Linked DNA regions of Cricetulus griseus: region 1 is linked to region 2. A link is a contact called in public Hi-C data. All regions are on one chromosome and are shown on one strand. Each heading gives the region's core, a stretch centred on a gene start, on an enhancer-like site or on the middle of the called end of the contact. The rest is flanking DNA. Distances are from core to core; before and after follow the strand shown. Region 1 holds the start of Znf281 (zinc finger protein 281). Region 2 has its middle 46 kb from the start of Znf281.

Region 1 (5,019 bases), core at 344-2,843, 48 kb before region 2:
AGGAAATACTTAAATGTAGTTGCATAGGATTAGAAAGGTACAATGCCTCCTCAAACTACTCAGAGAACACAGTTTTTAACTTTTCCAGGCAGACTCAGAGAGGCCTGTGTTCATTCCTAAATAATAATCTTCATGGTTTTAATTGTGAAATTTCTCAGGAAGTTATTTAATTACTAGAAGCCATTTAGAAAAACATTATGAGAAAACGGACATGCAATTTAAGAAAACACACTATGTAAACAACTACTGTGCAGGTCATTTGATTAAAAATGTCAGCGAAGGGCGGCTGGGCGGTGGTGGTGCACGCCTTTGATCCCAGCACACGGGAAACAGAGGCAGGTGGATCTTTGTGAGCTCGAGGCCAGCCTGGTCTACAGAGTGAATTCCAGTAAACCCTGCCTCTGGGGGAAAAAAAAAAAAGTCATTGATGTATAAATTACTCCTAAGAAAGTTGCTGTTGCTTTAGATTTTTCATGCCCACTGTGAAAGTGAGTGCCTTTTATACTTATTAGGTACATTATTTATACATTACTTACTTGGTTTTGTTTGAAGAACTTTTTTGTTATTTTTGTTTTTGAAGACAGGGTTTCGCTGTCCTGGAACTCCCACTGTAGACCAGGCTGGCCTCGAACTCACAGAGCTCCTGACTCTTCCTCCCGAGTGCTGGGATTAAAGGCATACACCACCAAAACCCAGTTTGTTGGTAGAACTTTAATTTCAAATTTTTACTCCAATTAAATAATGGGCAATTTTGCATGAGTCTCTAGGCATTCCCTATTGAAAGGGTGAGGAGGATGGGGTATGTATCCTAGCATAGAAAATAACGATAGCAAATATTTTACAAAGGAGGCTAGAGAGCAACCAACGTGACAAGCAAACTCAGACGACTGGAAAGTATGTGGCATTTAAATACCATCTGATGATGAAGTATGTGTGGGCGTGTTTTACAGGACGGCTGCACCTGGGATTACACGTGGTTTCCCTTTGCTGTAGCCTTGAGGTAGGTTGGCAGTGAGACAATTTTTTCCAACGGTACCTCTATGGCGGTCTCAAAGACTCCTCCAGTAAATGCAAAGGCACGCGTTATTACTACTGTCCCCGGCTGAAAGGAAGGACTAACGAGGAACAGGTTCTGTAATAATGCTATGACGAGTTTAATGCTTTCAGACAGAATCACAGGTGCCTCAAGGAGTCCATGTCTAGGTTTGATTTTGACTCCATGCCTAGATCGCAAGCCCTAAAGCATAGAAAACGCCAAAGTTCAGTCCTCGGGTTCTCCACCCTCCCCAACCCCTTTCTCTGCGGCTCCCACGCCACGCTGCCACACGCTCTCCCGGCGTCCCCCGACTTCCCGCCCCTCGGGTTCCACCTCCCGAGCGTCTTTTCCCCAGAAACCCTCAGCCACTCTCTGCTGCTCGACGCAGCCACCAATCACGTCCCCTCGCTGCGGAAGCCCCTCCGCAGCCGGGCTCTAAGTCCCCGCCCCTCCTGCCCAGCCCCCAGCAGCTCCGCCCAACCGCCCCCTTGATTGACAGGCGGGCCAGGCGGAAACTGCGGCGCAGGCGCACTGAGCCCGCAGCGCTCTCCTCTGGTCCGGTCGAGGAGTTCCCGGCAGACACCGCGCCGCGGCTGCGCAGAAGCGGGGAGGCTTTTAATTCCATTGTGGAGAGGACGGCGTTATTTTTATTAACTGGAGGCGACGGCGGCTGCGGCGGCGGCGGAACCCGTAAGTGTGGCCGGCGGGCCGGGGCGGGCGCGGGGGCGGCCAGGGAGGCCTCGGGGCCGAGCGCGCAGGGCCGGAGGCGGCGGGGCTGCGGACGGGCGCCGGCGCGGTGCGGGGGCGGCGGCGCGGCGGGTCCCAAACGCTGCTGGTGTGGTCCCGGCCCGGGGCCCGGCCCTACCGCCGTTCCCCCTCTTCCCTCCTCTCCCTCCTCTCCGCAGCCAGGCCTCCTCCGGGGTATGAAAATCGGCAGCGGGTTCCTCAGCGGCGGCGGCGGTCCCGGCAGTAGCGGTGGTAGCGGCTCCGGCGGCAGCTCCGGCGGCGCCAGGAGAGCCGAGATGGAGCACACCTTTCCCCAGGGTATGGTTATGTTCAACCACCGGCTCCCCCCGGTCACCAGCTTCACCCGGCCGGCGGGGACGACCGCCCCTCCCCCGCAGTGCGTGTTATCCTCCTCTACCTCCGCAGCCCCGGCCGCAGAGCCCCCCCCTCCGCCAGCCCCGGACATGACTTTCAAGAAGGAGCCGGCGGCGTCAGCCGCGGCCTTCCCTTCGCAGAGGACCTCCTGGGGATTCTTGCAGTCCTTGGTGAGCATCAAACAGGAGAAACCTGCGGATCCCGAGGAGCAGCAGTCCCACCACCACCATCACCACCACCACTATGGGGGGCTGTTCGCCGGGGCCGAAGAGAGATCACCAGGCCTAGGAGGCGGGGAAGCGGGGAGCCACGGCGTCATCCAAGACCTCAGTATTCTCCACCAGCATGTCCAGCAGCAACCAGCCCAGCACCACCGTGATGTATTACTGAGCAGCGGTAGCAGGACTGATGACCATGGCAACGAGGAGCCAAAGCAGGACACTAACGTCAAAAAGGCAAAGAGGCCAAAGCCAGAATCTCAGGGAATCAAAGCCAAGAGGAAGCCAAGTGCATCTTCCAAACCTTTGGTTGGAGATGGAGAAGGTGCCGTCCTCTCCCCAAGTCAGAAACCTCATATCTGTGATCACTGTAGTGCTGCTTTCCGGAGCTCCTATCACCTGCGGAGACATGTCCTCATTCACACAGGAGAAAGACCTTTCCAGTGCAGCCAGTGTAGTATGGGTTTCATTCAGAAGTACCTGCTGCAGAGACACGAGAAAATTCACAGTCGAGAGAAACCCTTTGGATGTGATCAGTGCAGCATGAAGTTTATTCAGAAGTACCATATGGAGAGACACAAGAGGACACATAGTGGAGAAAAGCCATATAAGTGTGACACTTGCCAACAGTATTTTTCCAGGACTGACAGATTGTTGAAGCACAGGCGCACATGTGGTGAAGCCATAGCAAAAGGAGCCGCTAGTGCAGAACCTGGGTCATCAAACCATAATAATATGGGTAATCTGGCTGTGTTGTCTCAGGGAAATACAAGTTCTTCAAGGAGAAAATCGAAGTCAAAAAGCATAGCTATTGAAAATAAGGAACACAAGACTGGCAAAACAAATGAATCACAAATGTCAAACAATATAAACATGCAGAGTTACTCAGTTGAAATGCCTACTGTGTCTACCAGTGGAGGCATAATTGGCACTGGAATAGATGAACTACAGAAAAGGGTGCCAAAATTGATCTTTAAGAAGGGCAGCAGAAAGAATACAGATAAAAGCTACCTTAATTTTGTGTCACCATTACCAGATGTAGTTGGGCAGAAGTCCTTGTCTGGTAAACCAAGTGGCTCACTTGGCATAGTATCAAATAATAGTGTGGAGACCATTGGTCTTCTCCAAAGTACAAGTGGCAAACAAGGTCAGATAAGTAGTAATTATGACGATGCCATGCAGTTTTCAAAGAAGAGAAGATACTTACCAACTGCCAGCAGCAACAGTGCCTTTTCTATAAATGTAGGACACATGGTCTCCCAACAGTCAGTCATTCAGTCTGCAGGTGTCAGTGTTTTGGACAATGAGGCGCCATTGTCACTTATTGACTCCTCAACTCTAAATGCTGAAATTAAGTCTTGTCACGACAAGTCTGGAATTCCTGACGAGGTCTTACAAAGTATTTTGGATCAGTACTCCAGCAAATCAGAAACGCAGAAGGAGGATCCTTTCAATTTGACAGAACCACGAGTGGATTTACACGCCTCAGAACACTCAGAATTGGTTCAAGAAGAAAATTTGAGCCCAGGCACCCAAACACCTTCAAATGATAAAACAAGCATGTTACAAGAATACTCCAAATACCTCCAACAGGCTTTTGAAAAATCCACTAACGCAGGTTTTACTCTTGGACACGGTTTCCAGTTTGTCAGTTTGTCTTCACCTCTCCACAACCACACTTTGTTTCCAGAAAAACAGATATACACTACATCTCCTTTGGAGTGTGGTTTTGGCCAATCTGTTACCTCAGTGTTGCCATCTTCATTGCCAAAGCCTCCTTTTGGGATGTTGTTTGGATCTCAACCAGGTCTTTATTTATCTGCTTTGGATGCTACACATCAGCAGTTGACACCTTCCCAGGAGCTGGATGATCTGATAGATTCTCAGAAGAACTTAGAGACATCGTCAGCCTTCCAGTCCACATCTCAGAAATTGACTAGCCAGAAGGAACAACAGAAAAATTTAGAGTCCTCAACAAGCTTTCAGATTCCATCTCAGGAGTTAGCTAGCCAGATCGATCCTCAGAAAGACATAGAGCCTAGAACAACGTACCAGATTGAGAACTTTGCACAAGCATTCGGTTCTCAGTTTAAGTCGGGCAGCAGGGTGCCAATGACCTTTATCACTAACTCTAATGGAGAAGTGGACCATAGAGTAAGGACTTCAGTGTCAGATTTCTCAGGGTATACAAATATGATGTCTGATGTAAGTGAGCCATGTAGTACAAGAGTAAAGACACCCACCAGCCAGAGTTACAGGTAAGGTCTCAAGAGTGACCAGGCTGGGAGTCTTCTAATGTAATTTTCTTTTATTTTGAGAACACTGCCATTGGAATGTTTCTACACGATCCTATTAAGAATAATGTAATGCCCTTTCAATGCAACTTTTCATATTTAGTTTATTTTGTTAGTGTGATTTTAGCTGTTTGTATTATGATTTTTAATCAAAATCAATAGATTAAAAATAGTTTGACATTCAAAGTGACAATGTTTAGCAATCAAATTTACATGTATAGATTGTCAGGGAATAGCCCAAAAGTTTTAAATGCAAAAAAAACAAAAAAACAAAAACTACAGGAAAAAAAAAAAAGAAAAGGAAAAAGGAAAAAAAAAAACTTTGTTGCTAGGATTAAGGTTATTCTAATTGCTTTACTCTCAGGAAAGT
Region 2 (5,039 bases), core at 2,518-5,017:
TACCCACATATGAAAATGAAATTATTTAAGCCAACTATCATGGTCTTTATCTAGTTATAGTTGATGGATATAAGAGAGCTTGACATTTAAAAAACAAAGACAGGGCCAGTAACTAAGATGGCTCAGCAGGTAGAGGCACCTGCTCCCAAGCAGGTATTATGTCTTGGCGGGATGTGGAATTGAGCAAAAAGGGGGAATCAAGAACTGACTCAGTTCTGGCTTTAAAGCATTTGGTTTGGGAGCAACGCCAAGAGTTCATGCCCACCTGTGTCCACTCAGTTTCCATGGAGACCGGCGAGTGGGGAGGAGGAGGTCTGATGTGATGACACACGCTGGAAATCAGCATCGTATAAATATTTAAAGCCTGAGGTCATAAAAGGAGTGCTTGCTGATTGATTAGAGGGGTTCTCCAATTTCTAGAGAAGGGATCAGTGGGTGTTCTGGAGGCAAGGCATCCAGGGGCCATTTGGGAGGATTCATCAGACTGCAGAGCGATGGGGAAAGAATCTAGGTGAGGAAAAGAATGAACAAAAAGACCCAGAGCTAGGGAAGCCTGGCTTGGGAGGAGAGAGGAGGCACAGGGAGCTGAGGCCGGGAGAGTAGGAATATGGCTGGGGATGAGGCTTGAACATGCACTTCCCAGACTGGGAGCTCATCTCATGCTGAAAGTTAGGCTTATACTGCCTACAGCTTACTGGGGTCTTTGCTTTGACATTTTCCTCCCCAGCTCCTCTGCAATGCTTGCCACATGACGCTGTTCAGTACGTGCGTGCTGAGTGAAGAAAAGGCTTGTTGAGGTCTTTAACTTACTGCCTGTTAACATTGCTTATATTATCTCACTCTTTACATAACCAGGCTTAAAGAAATGCAGTGCTCCATGGGGCTGGGGAGATGACAGACAGCTCATGGGATAGGACTTGCCTGAGAGCATGGAGATGTATCTGTGGGAACATACACACACATCTCATATGCACGTAACACACACACACACACACACACACATACACACACACACACACACACAGAGGCACATCACACACACACATGTAGACACATCATATATTCATATACACAGACAAGGAGGCAAATGTATCAGTGTTACCCTCAACAAACGAAGACTATGGCTCAGAAGGGTCACACCTTTAGTTTAAGCACTCAGGAGACTGAAGTAGAAGCAGTTGGCTCTCTGTGAGTTTGAGGCCAGACTGGACTGCATAGCGAGTTTCAGGGCTACAGAGTGAGGCACTGTCTCAAAACAAAACAAAAAACCAAAACAAAACAAAAACTAAGCAATGTTCTATAGAAGCTGCCTTTAACCCAGGCATTCTGTCTCACTTTAGTATCTGTCATTTTAACTCCCAACTGCTCTGTCTCTTGGGGGCCTGACACTTCTTCCCTGGACTCCATGGTTTATTTTCCTGGAAAGTTCTGACTCGTTCCTTCTCACAGGAGAAGGAACTGTTAGGGTGGTTCTGTGGCTTTTAGGCTGGAGGTTAGCCGGGATGGTGACTTGCTGGGAGACTCAGCATGCCTAGGGCTACAGGTCAGAGGTTGGGTAGATGAGGTCTGGAGCGAGGGTCAAGTAGCTGAAGTAATTAAATCCTCAGTTCTGGTGAGGGAAGCAATTCTCAGATCTCCATTGTCATGGTTACAGGAAATTTAAAAATTATTTTAGTTGATTTATTTTTTATGGCTATGAATGGCTAGCCCTCATTTGCATGTATGTACACCACATGTACATTTGGGCTTACTTGATCCCCTGGAACTGAGGTTATGGATGGGTGCTGGGAGTCCAATCTCTGTCTTCTGCAAGAGCAGCAAGTGTTCCTAACCTCTAGGTCATCTCTCCAGGCCCAAAGTCTTTTAAATTTTATTTTTATTATTTAATTTTATGTGTGTCGGTGCATGTCTGTGAACAATGTGCATGCCTGGTACCCGTGGAGGCCCGAAGAGGGTGTCAGATCCCCTGGAACTATACTGCAGCTAGTTGTGATTCACCATGTGGGTGCTGGGAATTGAACCCAGGTCCTCTGGAAGAGCAGTCAGTGCTCTTAACCGCTGAGCCAGCTCTCAAGACCCCTGTTTTTGTCTTTTGACCTAGGGTCTTACTCTGAGGTTTAGGGTCGCCTGAAACTCACTATGTAACCCCAAGTGGCCTTGAGCTAGTGGTGAGGCTCCTGCTTCGACCTGAATTTTTGGCACGAGCTGCTACACCTGGCTTTTATTGTAAAATTTTATTCATGTTGATAGCTGGTAGTTTTGGTTTTGTTACAATTATGGTTTTGGTTTTTGGAGTGTTGCTGTGTATCCCAGGCTGATGGCTGAGTAACTCTCTAGCCTCCTCTCTTTACTTCCTGATTGCTAAGATGGCATACAACCGTGGACAATATTAGTGAAAAGATTACCCATGAAATACCCTTTATAGGATTTTAATTTTTAATTTATTATTAGCATGTATGTGTATATGCATGTGGTGTTTGTGAGTGTGAGCATGCACTTGTTGTGACTTACCTGTGGAAGTCAGAGGACCACTTCAGGAACTAGTTTTCTCTTTCCATCGTATAGAGACAGGGTCCCTCTTCTTTCTGCCATGCTGCAAACCCCAGGCTAGCTGAACAATTCTGTGTAGTCTGCCATCTTACCCTAGGAGTGCTGAGATGGCAGGTGTGTCTTGTTGCATCTGTCTTTTTTTTTTTTTTCCTCTCTCTCTTCAAGACAGGGTTTCTCTGTGTAGCCCTGGCCTGGAACTCACTCTGTATACTAGACTGAACTTGAATTCAGAGATCTTCCTGCTTCTGTGTCTGAGTGCTGGAATTGAAAGTGTGTGCCACAGGGCTGGCTGTTGTTTGTCTGTCTGTCTGTCTATCCATGTGTCTTTTGAGACAAAGTCTCCTGTAGCCCCAGATGGCCTGGAATTCACTGTGTAGCAGAAGGTGACCTTGAACTTCTGAACCTCCTGTGTCCACCTTCATGTACTGGGATTGCAGGCGTGCACCCACACCTGGTTTATCAGGTACTGGGGATTGGATTCAGGGCTTTATGCATGCTAGACGGCCAACTAGACTATGCCTCTAGGCCCCAGCAGGGACACCTATTCCTGTTCTTTCCTGCAGAACTGTGGTCCTTCTGTCCCAGCAAACTGGGGCTTCTATGTATTGGAGACAGGGTCTCACTGTATAGGACTGGCTGGCCTGGAACTCACCATGTAGATTAGTATACCCTTAAACCCAGAGATCCTCCTGCCTCTATCTTTGCCTCTGCCTCCTTAGTACTGGATTAAATCCCAATAAAAAAAGACCAAAGCACCCATCTCTGGAGCAGGACAGGAAGACCCTGACTGGGGACCACTGTCTTAGGAAGTTAGAACAGAAAGACAAAGGGCAGGCCGTTTGGTAACTCCAGGAAGTGGTATAAAGGGAGTTGCTGCTACGCTGATCATGATGTGAACATGTTTGCAGTTTGAAGGTGAGAAAGCTGCTGCAGGAGAGTGAAGGTGGAAGAAAATGCCCATTTCTAAAGTGTGCAAAGTGTTCTGTCAAGCTCCCCGTCGGGAAGGCTCAGGGACACCTATTCCCTCCCTTCCTTTCCTGCAAAGCTGTGGCCCTTGTGTCCCAGCAAGCTGGGGATTTTGCTCAGTACTTCTGTAGGAATTTTACAGGAATGCCTCAGACAGGCAGTGAGCCACTATTTTCTGACACACAGTTTCCAAAACTGCTTATTTCTGCATAGCTCATTTCTTATGTTGCAGATGTTTAAACCTCAGACAGGATGGGGCTGGGGGTGGGCCAACAACTTGCTCAACATTCTTGAGAGTCTGACTGGCCGGTGGTGTGTGAGCGTGGCTCCTAAATTTCCTGGGTAGTACTGAGAAGCGCTTTTAAGGTAAAATATTTTTTCCTGGCGTTTATTCTTGAGGATGATGCTGGAAGTTATGAACCAATCCATTTCAAATCTGAAGTCAGGCAGACAGTGGAAGGTGGAGGAGCTGCCTCATTCTGGCTGCTGTGGAATGCAAAAGGGTTTGGGTGTGTGCAGAGCTGCCGGGTTCAGGTATAGATGGTGTCCGGTGTGCCCTGGAAGGAGCTGGGAAAGTCACAGAGAGCAAGGCCCGTTCTCCAGAGATGCTGCACTGTTACTCCAACTTGCTCTCATTTATTTCTTTATTTTTACAGTCTTAGGAAATTCTATCGACCAGAACTGAAGCAACAAAAGGAGAAGAAGGGAAGTATTTGGTAATAGTAAGAGAGACTGAAACATCTTGCATTAGTCACTGCTGCAGTGGGAAGCTAAAGACTATGAAAAGATGACTTTTTACATTTCTTACGTATTTAGAGACATGCGCTGCCCTTTTCAAGATCCCATTGCACATGGCAAGGGAGTTGTGAGGGAACGACTCTCCTCTAAATGTCCTCAGGGTGTGTGTGTGATTCTGGTTAAGTTTTTATGCTAACACTTTGGGGAACTAACTGTTATTACAGGGCCAGGGAGGGATGTGTTTCTACATAGATATGTCTGCAGACCTTCCATCCTTAGTGAGCCACTTTCCAAGGTCTGCTTTGGTGTGAGCTCCTCAAAGAAGAAAAGTCTTTGCCTTTGGTTCTGGGCTCATATTTAGTGTTATAATATCAGGTCTTTCTTACCTGCAGGTTTCACACACAGATTTGGCAAACAAAGTTTAAAAATATAGTCAGACTCACATACTTACCATATATAGACTCTTCACCTTTATCACAAATAACTTGAATAACTGTGGAGATCTTTACATTGTATGAGGATTTATAAATAAATGAGATATGACTTAAAGTGCCCAGGAGGGTGGGTGCTGGTTTCAGTAAAATACTGAGTCACTTTATACAAGGGATTTGAGCTCCCATTGACTTGGCTTCCTTGGGGGTCCTGGAACCAGCCCCATGCAGATACCCAGGAACAGCTGCGATGTATTAAGCCCTTTGCTGCGAACATAAAGATAAATGGACCCAGTCCCTCTAAACAGCTGCCCTTATCCAGGTTTCTGTAGATGTTGTCTTTGGTTGAATGTT

Evidence for each region. Hi-C and Micro-C count contacts between places; a contact is called where the count stands out from the background.
Region 1: a contact with region 2 is called in a Hi-C map of the CHO-K1 cell line, with 1.9 times the contacts expected there. The contact joins the promoter of Znf281 here to the enhancer-like site in region 2. A contact is called at or near these places in 2 of 8 Hi-C or Micro-C datasets (both in the CHO-K1 cell line).

Annotation. Positions count from the first base shown.
Region 1 is chr5:52,631,902-52,636,920 of CriGri-PICRH-1.0, reverse strand. Znf281 (zinc finger protein 281) reads left to right here and starts at 1,593. Exons shown (of 2, transcript XM_027417473.2): 1 at 1,593-1,726; 2 at 1,946-5,019. The coding sequence starts at 1,960. The coding sequence ends at 4,617.
Region 2 is chr5:52,586,524-52,591,562 of CriGri-PICRH-1.0, reverse strand. No RefSeq gene overlaps it. Among named protein-coding and RNA genes, the nearest start is that of Znf281, 46 kb to the left of the region's middle. Within about 2 kb of position 3,767, at least 2 of the 6 cell types and tissues checked have open chromatin away from gene starts, as enhancers often do. A contact at or near this core is called in the CHO-K1 cell line, where this site is marked.